Regions from separate parts of the Mus musculus genome. Here region 1 is linked to region 2. Evidence: chromatin contacts called from public Hi-C data. All regions are on one chromosome and are shown on one strand. Each heading gives the region's core, a stretch centred on a gene start, on an enhancer-like site or on the middle of the called end of the contact. The rest is flanking DNA. Distances are from core to core; before and after follow the strand shown. Region 1 has its middle 9.1 kb from the start of Gphb5. Region 2 overlaps Rhoj (ras homolog family member J).

Region 1 (3,670 bases), core at 420-2,919, 110 kb before region 2:
ATGTTATTTACAGAGGTGGGAAGTGCAAGATTAAACAGGTGGGATAGGTCTGGAAAGAAAGATAATGAGCTTTGGGGGCAGGGGGTGATGTCTTCAGGAGACAATGGTGCCGGACACCCGAGTAAGGAGAAGCAGGCAGGGAGGTAATGTCTGGAACGGACAGGTTCATGCTCACTCCTCAGGCTGGCTCTGTGCTGCTCACTCTGACCCTCTGCTGTCCTCCACTCCGCCTTGTAAGCTTAAATCAAAGGCCTTTGCTCTGCCCTGTTCTTGAGTCTACATCTCCAGTCTCTGGGCAGTATTACAGGGCTTGGGTGGGTAGCGTTGGGTAGCACTGATCCCAAGGGACACTGACTCTAGAACCAGGAAGCCATAGGCACAGACAGGGAAGGTCTTAGCCGTACACATCCTGCTGGTGACTGCTCCCAGCTCTCATGGTTTCGTGACCTTTTATTGTATTTTCCTACACGTCAGCCTCTGCCTGTCCTGCCTGGGGTGCTGAGTTTTTTCCACTTGAATGCTTTGTGATGAGATTCTCCCGATGTTTTTGATTTTTATTAGTTTCTCTTCTCTGGAGTTGATTATTCTTCTGGCTTCATCGTTCACTGAACGTCAAAGCTATCTCGACTTGGGAGGCATTTCTCTCTTTGATTCAGTTTGACGCAATTTCTTCAGCACTGATTCAGTCAGCCACAAGGGCACATTCCAGAACCCAAGCCTCTCAGATAAGCCATTAGGCTCAGTAGATGAGAAATCTTGGTTCTGGATAAATAAGCATTTTGATAAACTCTTAAAAAAAATTCTTTCCCATGGGCTCCTTGCTACCTTAAACTTAGAGACATTTGTGTGCTATTGACCTAGGCTCAGCTGCTGAGAACTTGGCTTTTTGTCTTTTACAGTTTTTTTTTTTTTATTAAATAAAGTTCTTTGACAGTTTTATGGGTGTAGTGAATTTTAGTTGTTTTCACCCCCACTAACTCCTCACCCGCTCCTCTGCTGACACTGTTTTTCTCAAAAAGTCTCCTTCCTAGTTTCAAGTCATCATGGCTAATTCCGTTAACATCTTTGAACTTCAGTAAGTAAGACACAGCAAGAGGATTTAGACAGAACTAAACTCTCTGGACACCACCCAACCATGATTGCCCCCCATGTTGCTCTGAGCCCTTGAGCTATGGTGAGTTTGAATGTGGTGTTCTATGAATTATAGGGTCTCAGACCTTAGCATGAAAACAAAACAAAACAAACAAACAAACAAAACCCCACAACCTACCAGAACACCAGCATTCATCAACGATTACATATTAACACACTAGCATAAATTCTATTCTATTTCTGGTACTTTGGCAACTAGGTCAGTTACTGGAATTACTCTCTTCTTCTCATTTCACCTCTATAGTGTGGTTACCAGGAACCCCAACATGTCCATGCACTTCTTTGTCAATGTCTCAGCTTCATGGGGTGCAGCCTGAATGGTATCTATCAGCTGAAGCTGGCGGTGGAGTCACCTATTCCTGATGGTCCAGTCCGTCCCCTCACTGTGCTCCATAGGGTCTCCTGCAGCACCCAGCCCCATCCTGCCTGCTGCCCCGACCTCTAGGATTCTACCCTAGCACTGTTCCAAGCTGTGAGGAACCAGAGCCTCATCATGCTCTCTGCTGTGTCTTTAGTGACTCATTCAACAGATGGTTTCAGTAATTAATTAGTCACCCAGACAGTGCTGCAATCCCTGGGGATATAGCAATGAACAGGAAAAAGACCCTGATTACACATAGTCTTTGCCTGGGGTGAAGCGACCCTTTTCCTCTGTCACCTCCCGCGGCATTTTATGTTTGTCTTTTTAAAAAACGTTGTGCTTTTATTTATATGTATTGTATGAGGCTATGTGTGTGTATGCACACATAGAACACATGCGGGGGTGTCCACAGAGGCTAGAGAGGGTTGGCTTATATAGTAGTATCCAGATGACTAGATTCTTAATATAAAACTATTCCAACAAATTAATATGAAAAAGGTCCAGAGTGCAGCTGAAAGCGAGAAAAGGAAAAGAGGAGGGAAATATCACTGGATCTCAAATCTGGAAAGATCTAAATTCATTCATAAAAACACCTCTAATAAACAAATGAGAGGAATCTGGAGTGACAGGTCCTCTTCCACAGGTACACACGGCGGGTCAGTGTGTGGACGGTGCAAAACTAAGATGCTATCCCGCAGTCTGTCCAGTCGGATTTTAATTCCATGTGGCAATTCCAGTTCTTAGAATGGTTTTTTTTTTTTCCTTTTTGGTACGGAATCTATAAGGGTAAATTATGAGTCATGCTCAATGCGTTTTCTTGAAAACTTTATTTAAACAAAGACTTGTCTCTACAACTGCTTAATAACTGTAATCCAGCCATTCCCTGTGCATTTCTTACATTTCCCAGACTAACTAACCTGGGAAGGGGACTTGAGAGTCTTGTAAGCTTTGTGTGTTTCCTGAGTCTATAAAGTTTCTCATGAGTTTCATGAATCTGGCAACCTCCTTGGTCCCTCCAGAAGGGAGTGTTTCAATCCCAAGGAACGACTGCACATCATCAGGTTCCCAGCTTTATTCACAACTACACTGTATGTGGTTACTGTAACTATAACACTTAGGGGGCGCTCAACAAAACATGGAAGGAAGAGAAGGAAAGAGAAAGGGAGAAAGTTCCTGACACATAGTAGGTGCTTGATTCATACCTGTGAATTGAGGAAGTGGGAAGAACCTGTCATACAATAGGTGCTTGATTCATACATGTGAGTTGAGGAAGGGAGAAAGTGACTGGCACATAGTAGGCTCTTGCTTCGCACCTGTGAAGTGGTATAATGAGTGCTGTGCAGAGAAGTCAGGCTCTCCTCTTCCCTTCTTCACACATAGTCACATCCTTGAAGACTATGGGGCCAAGAGCAGGAGTCCTTTCTGCATACAGTCGATATCTACCAAGTAGAGTTCTATTGCATCCAAGCGTAGCTAACAACAATCTTGCCATTGTCTGTGAGACTCCTTGTGGAATTACCCTTCTGGCTTGAGGACCCAGAAGCCTTGTGGACCCGTTCCAAGGAGAATACAGGATGCACTTGCAATAAAGAAAGCTTCTTTGTGACTCATGAAACTCATCTTTTTTCCTCTTGGTTAGACATGTGCCTGCTATGCCCTGCAGAACCACGATATCCAGAAGTGGCGGAGTCAGGCGGAAATAAAAACAATTCAGTCCCTAAATGACGTGCCCCTTAATTCAAAATAAATCTGTGGCAGCCGACAGATACTTCTTTCAGATGGTTCTGAGAAAGGCTTGGCTTGTCCTAGCAAAGTTAGACACAGGCTTCATTATTTTTAGTCTTGTTAAAAGAAGTCACCATAGCAACGGCACCATCATCTAGGACAAATGTTATCTCTTTGAGTCAATAACACCAAGAGCTGTCCCACAAATATCTAGTGTTGTCAGAAGAAGAATTGACTTTCCAATAAAATTAATTTCTTCTGAAAGTCTTCCCCTATTCATCTTCATTTGTGAGCCCAGAAGTTTCCTTCCTCACAAATAAGAGATAGGAAAAGCAATCTCCAACTTTGTAAGGGCTGAGACTGCCCTGGCTCGTATCTGTTTGTAGAAAGTGATTGATTCTATTAGTTCCTTAAAACATGTAATTTCATTTG
Region 2 (3,634 bases), core at 237-2,736:
ATAGAACTCTGATGTAGCTTATCAAAAAGAAGAAGGAGCCTGATGTGGGCTCTCTGAAGGGACAGACAAGTAGAATAATGGTGCAGGGATCCTGAAGCAGAGCCCCAGCAGGGACACTCAGCAAGCGAGCACTCACTCTCGCTCTCTTTAGAACAGTAAAACACGTTCACTCTGGTAACTTCTTAAGCCTCTTATTTCCCAATTAGAACTGTTGCAAATATCACATGGAATTCATTTTGTTTGGGCGAAGAAGCATTTAGGATTCTTAACGTGAGCTAATCCAATATAAGCAGAGGGAGGGAGTCTTGAGGAGAGAGAGCAGCCTCCTTTCCCTGTCATAACTCTTGCTTTGACAAGAGCAGATTGCCCTGTGATTTGAGTAGATGCGGGGCTGCATCGCACACCTTGCAAGCACACCGGCTGAAAACTGTTACACTCTTACCAGTTGAGGAGCTGCGTGTTCTAAATGTCACTCACAGTTCTCAGGAGGCCTACCGTGCTGCACTTAAGGAGAGAACTTGCTTGTTATGTTTCTTCTTAATTAGCCTCGTGACTTGAAAGGAAAGTTATACGCCACATTCTTTAACAAATCGCTTTCCATCCATCCCTTTCAGATATAGTATCGGAAGGACAGAGATTAAAAACAAAGCCTGATTACAGCTAGGAAAGCCACCTTATGCCTAGTTAAAGCACTCAGAACTCACAGGTTTGATGTTGGACTGGAACAAACCATTTTCCATCCCCTCATGTCCTGCCCCTGGAAAACGACTTTTTTTTCTTTAGCCATTGTTTTTGCGGTCATGATAGTTAGGGTATATCTTCTCAGGGTGTAGAGTGAGAGGATAAAGTCACTATAGAAGATTATCTTGATTGTTCACACAGGGTGGTGCATTGAGTGCAGTGCCTAGGTTAAGACGTTTCTCACTAAGATTCTTGCTCATTCCCAGGCTCTGGGAACAGAAGAACAGAGCGGAAAGAACCCAGCCTCCTGCAGGTCTGTCTTCTACAAGGAGAGACTGGTGATAGAATAAGGGAATAAATAATATAAAAAAGCCCAGGAGTAAACATGCAGGGGAATACAGCCTCATCGGGGTGCTGCGCCTTGTGGAGGAGGTAACAGTCGGAGAGATCCGAATCCTAATTCTGCCATTTCCTAGCCACATGATGTGGGACGAATGATTTCCCTTTGAGCCTCCAGTTTTCTTGTCCACAAACTAAAGACACCTACTGCCTAAGATATAACAGCCAAGACAGCCAAGGCAACACAGGGCTTGACCCCAGGAAAGACTCTGCTATTCAGTATTGCCAAATTATTACTTCATTACTGAACTATGGCCACAAGTGTCTGTTTCATCCATGGAGTCTTCTGCTTGGGCCAGGATGGTGTTCTCTAGCCGTAAGATCATCCTTTGAGGACTGAACCACGGACTTGTATTACGACGGTTAGAAGTTAGGTTGATTGCCTCAGCGAGATTGCCTGTCAACTGGGCTGTCCTGATAAGGACCAGGAGTTCCAGTAAGAGAACTCCCCGCCCCTCCCACAATTTACACACTTTCTCTTTCAGGCCGATTTTTCTTTGAAGGACTTTTGGACTCAGAGGAGGAGGTTTTCCACCCCATTGTCCCCCAAATGTTAGGTCAAAGCATGAAGCAAAACAGCAGGGTTTGCAGCTGGGAAACAGGTGTTTACTGTTCCTTTCACAATCACAGGGCCGCACGGATCGGGAACAACAAGAATCCCTTCCAAGCTGGAGCTGCATCCAAACCATCCCAGGATCCCGGCACTCCCCATGGGAGGAGATGTTCCCTAGCTCCCCTCGGTGACCCCCCCAAGGCCTCAGAGTCCTCCAGCTTATTTGGTCTATTGGGAGCAGCCTCAGGGAAAAGAATCCATAGTTGGGCACTTTGTTGGTTGTGCCCAAGTGCCAGGTTTCCCAGCAGCTGGTACATGGTTATGCCCAAGTTGGTTGAGTTCTGACTCCTACCAGTCTCTGCTCCCAGCCTCAGAGCCTTCTCTTCCTCCATGCGAAAGGCCTCTCCCAGCACTTCTGTGACCTTTATTTTTCAAGGTCTCTGTCTGTCTCAACCTTGGATACAGTTCTCCTTTTTTGAGGTCACAGTTTAGGAGTTTTCTAGCTGTTCCTGAGAAACTCTAAAGGTCCCTTATACTTCACACAATCTGATATAAACTCCCAAATCAGGACATTATGTGTGTATCTACTCATAAATTGCTTTATTGATTGATGGTTGATTATAAAGTTGTTCCTCCTGACTTGATTTCTAGGCATCTTCATTAGGGCAAAGAAAGGTTTACTGAACTAGATAAATTGTGTATGAGGAATTAGGGTCATGGCTGCTGGTTTAGGACATGCCTGCTATACAGCATGAGGACTTGATTTCAGATGCCCAGAGCCCACAGGCATGGTGGCACATGTCTGCAACCTTAGCCTTGGGTGGGCTAGATACAGGCAGAGATCCCTGGAGCCAGTCTAGCTCAACTGATGAACTTCAGTTTCTATGAGAAACTGTCTCAAAAAGTAATGTAGAGAATAACTGCAGAAGATATTTGATACCAAACTTTGGCTTTCTCTCTCTCTCTCTCTCTCTCTCTCTCTCTCTCTCTCTCACACACACACACACACATTCATTGACCATAGAGTTCAACTCCATGAGCGTGTAATGTTCCAATGATTTTGAAGCACAACTTTCACAGATATTGTCTATGCCTGGAAAGCTTGAGGAAATGGATGTTCACAGTCCCATCTCTTAGTTTACCAGCTTTGGCTTGGACCCATATTTTATTTTTTTACAGAAATCTTGTGTGTCTGTGTGTGCACTGTTTGTGTGTATTCATGTGAGTGCTGCTGGTGTGTGGACAGATATGTAGGACCCTGGGGACAACCCTGGGTATCTGTCCTCACCCTCCATTTTGCTATGAGGTGGGTTATCTTGCTGTTTGTTGCTGCCTGTGCAGGCTAGCTGGTCCTTGAGCTTCTGAGAGTCTCCTGTCTTACACAGCAAGACATTTCAAGAAAAGGAAAACCAGTAGGTTGGGGAGATAGTCCAGATGGTGAGTGCTATCTGAGCAAGCACAAGAACCTGAGTTCCATCCTCAGCACCCACCTGAGAAGACAAATGGAGTGTAGAGCCCCAGAGAGACTGTGGACAAGGTGAACAATGCCTGAGGAGTAACAATGATGTTTGTCCTTTGCCCTTCACATACATATGTATGCACATACACATGTGAATCTGGACACATGTGTGCACGTGCTCGAGCACACTCGTGCGCATACACACACACACACACACACACACACACACACACACACACACACACAGAGAGAGAGAGAGAGAGAGAGAGAGAGAGAGAGAGAACCTTATTTTTTTTAAAAAATAGAGACTTATAGAAACCAAGTTAATGACCTTATAGAGTTAAAAAAGATTCAATTACAATTTACAAAGACTGTTGGGTTCTAAGATGCCTCTGCCCCAGGCCATCAAGTCTGATGGCCTGGATTTGATCCCTGGGGTCCTCATGGTGGAAGGAAAGAACTGACTACCAAAAGTTGTCTTCTGACCTGCACATGAACACTCTGCCCCATGTGTGCCTCAGTGAATAGGTATATTAAAAAAA

What was found. A called contact is a pair of places that touch in the nucleus more often than the background predicts.
Region 1: a contact with region 2 is called in a Hi-C map of uterus, with 3 times the contacts expected there. The contact joins two enhancer-like sites. A contact is called at or near these places in 2 of 484 Hi-C or Micro-C datasets (muscle stem cells and uterus) and 2 of 9 other capture datasets (adipose tissue and pancreatic islet).

Annotation. Positions count from the first base shown.
Region 1 is chr12:75,424,095-75,427,764 of GRCm38.p6, reverse strand. No RefSeq gene overlaps it. Among named protein-coding and RNA genes, the nearest start is that of Gphb5, 9.1 kb to the right of the region's middle. Within about 2 kb of position 1,669, at least 23 of the 459 cell types and tissues checked have an H3K27ac peak or open chromatin away from gene starts, as enhancers often do. A contact at or near this core is called in muscle stem cells and uterus, where this site is marked.
Region 2 is chr12:75,318,638-75,322,271 of GRCm38.p6, reverse strand. All of the region lies in intron 1 of Rhoj (ras homolog family member J), which reads right to left. Among named protein-coding and RNA genes, the nearest start is that of Rhoj, 12 kb to the right of the region's middle. Within about 2 kb of position 1,486, at least 33 of the 459 cell types and tissues checked have an H3K27ac peak or open chromatin away from gene starts, as enhancers often do. A contact at or near this core is called in muscle stem cells and uterus, where this site is marked.